Regions from separate parts of the Sus scrofa genome. Here all the other regions are linked to region 2. Evidence: chromatin contacts called from public HiChIP or PLAC-seq data. All regions are on one chromosome and are shown on one strand. Each heading gives the region's core, a stretch centred on a gene start, on an enhancer-like site or on the middle of the called end of the contact. The rest is flanking DNA. Distances are from core to core; before and after follow the strand shown.

Region 1 (2,717 bases), core at 48-2,547, 170 kb before region 2:
AGCTGCCCAAGTCTTCCTGGTTGTGCCACAGAATCATCTTTGCCCCCTCTTTTCCTCTCACTGTGGTCATCCCAGCCCAGATCCGTGTACTTTCATTGTTGTGGAACTGCAAATGTTTCCCAGGTGCTAAGTGGACTTCTATTTGCCCTTGACTTCACCGTATAGAGAGATAGTGAATTTATTCACTAAAACATTGTATTTTATCAGAACACAATGGGAAGCATTTCCCTAGTCTAAAGTATTCCATAGCTTCCTATTAGCTTTAGTTTGAGTCCAACACCATCCCCCAAAGACTCTGAGGTCTCGATATGGTTTCCTCTGTTGCCCTCTGGGATAAGGAAACTTTAGTCACTTATGCCTATCTTGCTTTATTATTCCAGCTTGTCAAAATAATTTTGGTTCTCTCTGTCATTCAATGTGTTTGTTATCCAGCTCAGTTTTGCATCAGAAAATGTGCTGATAAATACCATTTAAATATTACAGAATGAGAATACAAGGATAAGCCCTAGGAATTTCTGTAGGACTGTTTTTTTTTTTTTGAACTGGGGGCTAAGGTTGCCATTGATCTTGGAAAATGATACTTCACCTTCTTCTTTTTTTTTTTTTTTTTTTTGATACTTCACCTTCTGTTACATCCTCTCCTAAATATTTCATTGTTCTTTGGGCCATTCCTTTATTCATTCATCAAACATTGATTGAGTTCTTCCTTTCCCAAAAACCATTTTTTTCTCATTCTGGGTAAGTATCTTTCTGCTTGGATGCTTGCAATCTAATCCTTTCATGAAATGTTGGGGCCAGCATTTATTTGTTTGTCTTGTTTACATCTGAGAGACTTATCAGAGCTAAAAGCTGTTGATGGGTGTTGACTCCTCTGGAGAAAAGTTAGACACTTATGAGTGTATTTTTTTTTTTTTTTTTTTTACAGCTGTACCTGTGGCATATAGAAGTGCCTAGGCTAGGGGTTGAATTGGAGTTGTAGCTGCAGGCCTATGCCACAGCCACAGCAATACCAGATCCAAGCTGCATCTGTGACCTGCACTGCAACTTGTAGCAGTGCCAGATCCGTAACCCAATGAGCAAGGCCAGGATCAAACCCACATCCTCACCGGGACTACGTTGGGTCCATAACCTGCTGAGCCACAATGGGAACTCCCTAGACACTTGTTTTGACATCCATTTTTCTATATTGTTTCGGTTACCATTGCTACATAACAAACACCCCCTCAAACACAGTAGTGTAACGCAATAACTGTATGCTTTGGGGGCAGGGATTCAGAAAGGGAACAGTGGAGGGTGACTTGTTTGAGCCTCCCCTCCCCACATGTGAGGTCTCAGCTGAGAAGTTTCAAAGTCTGAGGTTGCCTCAACAGCTGGGGAAGAGAGTCATCTGAGAACTTGTTCACTCACATATCTGGCACCTGGGAGAGGACTCGAGGACCATGATGGCTCACGGGAGTGCCTTCCTGCAGCCTCCCTGTGTGGCTTGGCTTCCTCACAGCATGGCAGCCTCAGAGAGTCAGACTTCTTACCTGCTGGCTCAGGGCTCCCACAATGACCATCCCTGTGAATAAAGTGGAACTGTATTGCTGTCCATAACCAAGCCCTGGAGTCACTCAGTTGCACTTCTATCATGTTTTATTGTATACATTTGAGTCACAAACTTCCCAGATTCAAAAGCAGGGGATATAGACCTTACCTGTCACTAGGAAAAATGTCAATAAATGTGATGATATGCTTTAAAATTGCCACTTATGGGAACTGAGAAATCAGCTGTAGCTACTGCCTTTAGAAACATGACCCAGTCGTCTGGTATCCTGGGAAATTTGCTGGCTTATTCAGTGCAAATTTGAATCAGGTAACTCAGGATAAATTAACCTGAAGAAATGTAGCAATTACTTGCTTATACTTATCAAAATTCAGCCAGGGCTAGATTTTTTTTTTTTTTTTTTTTTTTTTTAGGTTGGAGCCCATTTGTATGAAAAGAGATCTGGTAAGAACTTGTCTTCATTTTCTTTTTTTCTTCTTTAAGAGGCTAGAGTTATTATTTCTTTTAAGGCTTAAAAAAAGCAGCTGGTGGGGGGGGCTTCTGAGAATTTCAACATTTGGCAGTTGGTAATAAGTGGGAAATGTGATTACATAAACCCCAGTCTGGGTTAAGAGGCAGGTGGTATTTTTGGAGAAGTCGGTGTCAACTTGAGGCTGCAGCCACACTGACCACCTCCAGCCCATCTGCAGAGACGTTTCTGTCTCCAGCAATGAAAGCCCCCTCCTTCTGCCTGCTTTGCCTGCCTTTCCAAGTTCCCCTTTTTTTTGACTTTGAGTTTCAGCTTGATGAATTATCAAGAGGACTGGGTCACTGGATTCTACCTGTGAGGACTGCAGAGGCTGTGGCTGTGGAGAGGGGCAATTTTCTGTTCTCCTAACATCTGTGTTGACATTTATTCTTCAAATTCTCATTGAGAACCTTTTATGTCCCAAGCATTGTGCTAGGGAATATCATTACAAAACATGAGCAAAATCAGACATCATTCCTGCCTTCATGGAGCTTACAAATAAGGAATCCCCTGGAGATGCAATTCGTCCAGCTACTTGGGAGAGGTGTGAAGTGATCTGAAAGTTTTTACTAAGTGGGTGTGGCATTGGGTGGTCAGGGCATGTTCCCTAAGGAAGAAGCAATTGAGCTAAGGACTACGGCATGAGCAGGTGCCTCAGGAAAA
Region 2 (2,933 bases), core at 31-2,530:
ATGGACTTTGTGCAATAATGATGTGTCAGTGTAGGCTCTTCACCTGGAACAAATGTACCACTGTGGTGGTGTGGGGACAGGAGATGTATAAGAACTCTCTGTACTTTCTGCTCAGTTTTGCTCTGAACCTAAACCTGTGCTAAAAAATAAAGCTTATTTTTTAGAGAAATAGACAAAACATAGTTAAACCAATATTAGCCCAAGTTTGTTGAGAAATAATTACACATTAGGCAAAATAATTTGTTGTAGTCCATGTTTAAGTTAAGGCTATTCATGCACCACAAAAGGCTACATGTCCTGGATGTCTTTTGCCAAATGTTTTAACTTGGGTAAAAGAAATCAAGAAATCATTGTATTAACGAATTCAAGCCCAGCTTAATAACTCAACAATTTCTCCCAAACTGGCAGGTTAGAGATAAACCATTGGCTGCCATCCAGAAGTCTTATATCAAGAAGTAGCAATCACTGCTGTGGCTTGGGTCACTGCTCTGGCTTGGGTTTTATCCTTGGCCTGAGAACTTCTGTATGTCACAGGTGCAGCCAAAAAAAAAAAAAAAAAAAGGAAGGAGAAGGAGAAGCAATCACCTTGTTCATTTTCTGAGAAATAATAAGTTGAACTTTGAACATGGCTATCTCCAGAGTGGCAATTAGTTGAATGTTGGTTCTTGGCTTATAATGCTTAGGATGAAAAAATGACAGAACAGGGTATAAATGTCTTTCAAGAGTCATAGTGAAGTATCTAATTTTCTGTTGGCCATATCCACTCTTTCAGGAGATGGATTCTCTTGGCGTGTGAGTCAATAGATTTGGCAAGATGGGATTTTAGCCTCTGTCTCCAATTCTGCCCAATGTTTTAAATGCAGATATAATTGAAGACAATTTTTTATCCTTTCCATTTTTATCCATTTAAATGAGAACTCTGAGCATGAAGAGCAGTGTTTTGAGAGTAATCAATATTTAAAATATTAAAGTATATAGCATCACGAGGCCCTCTAGTGGCTGGCCCACAGGAAAAGTGCCTCAAAAGCCCCAGAGAATATAGGAATTCTCCCTTTCTACAAGCGAAATAATGTTCCCAGTAAAGTATGCTCTTATCTTGGATTCCTTTAAAGAAAAGAGTGGGGCTTTATGTTCATTTGCCATTGCCTGAGTACCTTGAAGATACAAACATGTCAAATTAATAATAATTATTGCACCACAAACATTATAACCACTGAGTAAGACCAGTGGGTAGATGTGGTCACTATGGTTGGATTTACCACCAGACCTGAGAGATGATGAGAAAGTTCTTTTGGGATGGATCTGTCACTGTTGATTCTTTTCCATCATTGAAAGAGCTGCCCTGGAAGTGAGCTGTGACTCCTGGGCAGGTAGAGCTCTATACAAAAAAGAAAAGAACAAATATTAGACCCAATTCAAAAGAAATCAGAAAAATTGATTATAGGAATTGTTTTCTACATTCTTCCATTCCCAAGAGTAGCCACTGAGAGGATGTATATGTGTGTGTGTGTGTTTGTATGTTACATGAATATATAAAAGATGCTTTATAAGACTGAATAAATGTTTAATAAAATTAGGCAAGGTCTTAGAATTGTTTCATCTTCTAAGCTTCAGATAATTTCAGGCAACTAAAAACTTTAAAATGCCTATAAATTGTTGATTTGTACATTTTCCTTTATGGTTTTGAAACTAACCTGATTATTTTAATCCAATTGAAGACATCTCTTTAATTTTTTCTTCTGGATAACAAGTCACAAGCTTCCCATTCTTATATTCTTCACTGATAAATCTCTGTTTTTTTCAGATAGATAAAGTCCCATGACAATAGATCCATTTAAAGGAAAACATTCTTTACAGTAAAGCTGTTTATATGACCTGGCAGACACTGGTCTATAATGACAGTGCTTTGGGGAAAGTAACTGAAGCCTTTTCTCCTTAATAAACTCAACAAATGTTTTTATTAGTCTCCCTCGATGCCCCTGCTAGTCTGTATGATAAAATTAACTAATTGTTGGCAGTTGGCATGGGGGAGAAGGATTGAAACACTTACTGCAGCTTAGACCTTAACAGGCCTTATGTCCTTCTGTTACATAGTAGGAACTTTTCAACGTTCTTGCCTCTTTCTTACAATCAAACATTCTAACCTCCCTACAAGGAAATGCTATGACTGCTAACAAATCCATAAGCAATCCCAACCATCCACCAAAACAAAGAAGTGTACCCATATACCAATTTTTTTTTTTTAAGGAAGGTTTTGGGGCTGGCATTAGGGAAAATAAAATGGGAGAGCTGTCTGAAGGTGAAATTTCCCTTTCCTATCTTTCCCATTGACTTTGTTTGTTTCCCTAGTTTTTATTTATTCCTGGCCTTAGTTCCTTCTCTCCAGGTCCATAAGACTGTGAACATTATTTCCCGTAATATATCCATTATCTTAAAATTACCTTCTAATGAAATGAGTTGTTAGGTTCACTGTTTGTTGTAATAAAATTTTACCTGCTTTCCATTGAGCTTTCAACCACCCCCTGCCACGGCCCCCTGACTTTCATCTCTGCTGTTTCTATAGCTAATGTATTTGGTGATTTTTTCAACTCTTCTTTCACTTTCTAAAGGCAACCTGAATCCATCCAATCCTCTGAGTACTGGATCCAGAAATATGTGGGTCCTGCATACACTAGATTCAGATGACTTCAGGTTTACAGGATTCGCAGAGAAGCCTAGTTACTTTCAAGTGATCCAAGGGACCAAATCATTCTGAACCTAAGTCAGAGGAGATTTGTTTTGGTAGGTTAATCTTGGTTTTGATCCTGCCTTTCCAGTATTCTCCTCCAGTTCACCAAGGGCCAAGCCTAGGCTGGAGCTCCCAGGATCTTTCAAAGAAATTAATTAATTAATCTGGCTGGAGATTCATCCAAACTGGAAATGATAAATTTCTT
Region 3 (2,976 bases), core at 303-2,802, 140 kb before region 2:
TACTGAATAAAACACTTCTCTCATTTAATGGCATTTTAAAAACAGAATGTACTTTGGGGAGCAGTTTTAGGCTGCCAGCAAAATTGAGCTGAATGTAGAGATTTCCCCTAAGTCCTCGCACAAGCACAGCCTCCCCACCCCCATCCACATCCTCTTCTAATGGCATTTTTTTATGCATGAAAAAAGCAAGCTAGCGAGGCTAATGTAGCCAGATTGGCTGTTGTGTTCTGGCTGCGTGGGGGCACGAGCGTGGTTCTGTGTAGAAGTGAGTCCATGGGGGCGGAGGCTCTGTCTTCATTTTTTTGGTGTTACTTCAGCCCTGAAAACAGATCTTTACACATGGTTTATGGAACTGAAATGAATTTAAATAACTTGTCAGCTGATCTGTACCCAGCCTTTCAGAAGAGACTCGGAGGAATAAGCTGCTTGACAATTAGACAGCATTTTCTGCTTGAAAGTTGTTTTTAACAACCACAAATCTGGAAGTGTGTCAAAGCAACAATTTTGTGATTCATTTGGGTAACACTGTCTTTCCTGGAATGAAAGGATTCCTTTTCATATAGAAATTGAAAAAGAACTACACTTTTATTTTAAAGTTACAGTTGACAGTGTTTTGTAGATGAGAATAATTTCAAGTCACAGAAATATTTTCTTAGCCCATTGTCTATGAGAGTGTATAGTGTAAGAAATAAGCAGTCTTAAGAATGAGCTAAATAAAGTATTTTCTCGTGGGCAACCCACCGTGGCCCCTGATACCACCAACCTCTGCTCATGTATCTTAGAATGAACATAAGATTGACTGTACTTGTCATTGCCTTTTATTGGTCAATTGATGTTTAAATCCTTATTCAATGATTTCATAACATATGTCTGGTTGGTAGCAAATGTTTTTTGAATTAACAAGAAGGCAGAATATATACCTGTCCCTCTCAGTAGATTGTGAGAGTTTGAGAGCAAGAATGTCTCTCTCTAATTCAGTTTTCTCAGATTCACACCATCCCCCACCATGCAGCACAAATGTGACATTTTAATTTCTTAATAAGTGTTAATTTATTCTTTTGAGCAAGTGGCTCTTTGTGGATATCTGAATGTCCAGCACTAATTTTCTGATTAGTCAGAAAACTCTATGAGAACTTGGATTCATAGATGGTATTTTGCATAAGTAAAATGTTGAAGAAACAAAAAAAAAGTCCTAGATAAGAAAAAATTGTGAATCCTTGTGATTCTATTCTTATTCATGCTTCTTTTTTTTCCCCTCTAAGAAGATGTGATTACCATTTTTTATTGCTATGAGGTTTAGGACAATGTCAAGATGTGAATGTAAACTTTCAGTTTAAGAATATAGTTTGAAACTCGTTCAGTTATTTTAAGATTTACTTGCTTTTTTCCTTGAAATAGAGTTCTGGACTTTCTGACACTTCCCTTTAGAAGCGAGGTTTCTTTGAATAACTGAGGCCTTAAGAAAAGTTACAACACTGCTGTCTTCAATCCATCCACAAGACTGTCTTTGCACGCAAGCACCCATTGACGTCAGCAGACCTTGGGTGAAGTTCTTTTTTTTTTTTTTTTTTTTTCTATCACTGGGAACTGTGGAGTAGAGGTGGTGGGGTGAGGTGCATGGGACTTGTCTGTGTGCTAAGGATGAACTGACTGTGATGAAATTTGGAACGTTACAGTTTTCTAATAAAATTGGGTCTTGTGTTGGTTTCCCATAGGACAAGAAAAATATATATATACCCAGAGTGATGTTTATTCCAGGAACTTTAAAAATTCTTCCATCATATTTGCTAGACTGACAGCTATTTTATGGTTTCTGAGGACTGGCCCGTGTTAAAGGATTTGACATTTGACTTTGGAAAAGAGTAACTCTGAGCTGAATCTATTAGGCTCCGAATCTGTTTTATGAGTAGAGATCATTGCCTTCTCCTTAGGGCCCGTGCGTCCACAGAGAGGAGGGTGTGTTCGTATCTGCCTCTTAAATTCATGCCTGAATACTATCAGAAACATCTATGGCACCACACATTTCTGAGATATAAAATAATTCATTGTTTTTATCCAACATTTTCCAACCTTCACCTTTGTGGTTCGGGATTTTGATTTACTCCCCAAACTTCCTACCCTGCTACATACAAGCAAATAGTCACTTTTTTCTTTAGTCACTATATCTAGAATTATTCTATTTGATTAGCAAATTTTTGTTGTGTGTCTGTGTGCCTAGCTCTGTACAGCTATACCAAGTTTTAAAAAAATGTAATATGACCTAAACACACAGCATTTATGAGAACAAACACTCTTTAAGGTAGTTGAAAAATCTCAGTTTAATTGCAGTGTGTAGAAGAGAGGGGTGGTGGTTATCTGTAGGAGTAAAAGCTTGATGGAAGAGATGGGACTTTTAATGGACTTTGAAGATTTAGCATAAGATACATAAACTATCAAAAAGACACCAGAGGACAGGAAACTTTAAAATTAATTCTGGGCTTTTTGGGGTCGACTATGGAGTCATGTGTAGACAAAGTTTCAAGTTGAGCTATGTCTTCTTAGAGGTCAGCATGTGCCTGTGAATTCTTATTACACTGTGTTCCTTTTATTTTTAGCTCCCATTTGATTGTGCTCATAAGGTTGTTACTAATACTGATGAGAACTGTGGGTACAGAAACACTTTGAAAAGAACCTTTCCTAAATTGATTTAGTTCTTTAGTTAATTTGAAGGGGAAACTGGACAAAAAAAGAGTAACCAAATACTGTGAAACCCCTAAATTTCTTAACTTTAGGCCAGGTGTTCACTGCGAATCTTATTCATTCTAATCATTTGCAGCTTCATTTAAATTAGGTGAACACGAACACTTTTAGTATCCTGGTTCACTCTTTGCCAAGTAGAGCTTTCACCTAGTTGACCAATCAGTGAGTGAATATTGATTGGGCATCTTTTATGTGCTCAGATTTCTTGTATCTATAATTTAAATTTTGTCTTTTATT

What was found. HiChIP or PLAC-seq counts read pairs in DNA pulled down with a chosen protein or histone mark.
Region 1: an H3K27ac HiChIP or PLAC-seq map of alveolar macrophages shows a contact between it and region 2. The contact joins two enhancer-like sites. A contact is called at or near these places in 1 of 47 Hi-C or Micro-C datasets (embryonic fibroblasts) and 1 of 2 datasets of contacts at active chromatin or transcription factors (alveolar macrophages).
Region 3: a contact with region 2 is called in an H3K27ac HiChIP or PLAC-seq map of alveolar macrophages. The contact joins two enhancer-like sites. A contact is called at or near these places in 1 of 47 Hi-C or Micro-C datasets (embryonic fibroblasts) and 1 of 2 datasets of contacts at active chromatin or transcription factors (alveolar macrophages).

What each region holds. Positions count from the first base shown.
Region 1 is chr1:72,123,626-72,126,342 of Sscrofa11.1, reverse strand. LOC110260408 (a long non-coding RNA gene) reads left to right here. Exons shown (of 8, transcript XR_002343654.1): 4 at 1,960-1,990. Among named protein-coding and RNA genes, the nearest start is that of PRDM1, 180 kb to the left of the region's middle. Within about 2 kb of position 1,297, at least 2 of the 83 cell types and tissues checked have an H3K27ac peak or open chromatin away from gene starts, as enhancers often do. A contact at or near this core is called in alveolar macrophages, where this site is marked.
Region 2 is chr1:71,956,563-71,959,495 of Sscrofa11.1, reverse strand. It overlaps a transcript of PREP not described here. Among named protein-coding and RNA genes, the nearest start is that of PREP, 320 kb to the right of the region's middle. Within about 2 kb of position 1,280, at least 1 of the 83 cell types and tissues checked has an H3K27ac peak or open chromatin away from gene starts, as enhancers often do. A contact at or near this core is called in alveolar macrophages, where this site is marked.
Region 3 is chr1:72,098,812-72,101,787 of Sscrofa11.1, reverse strand. The region is part of intron 4 of LOC110260408 (a long non-coding RNA gene); the gene reads left to right. Among named protein-coding and RNA genes, the nearest start is that of PRDM1, 210 kb to the left of the region's middle. Within about 2 kb of position 1,552, at least 10 of the 83 cell types and tissues checked have an H3K27ac peak or open chromatin away from gene starts, as enhancers often do. A contact at or near this core is called in alveolar macrophages, where this site is marked.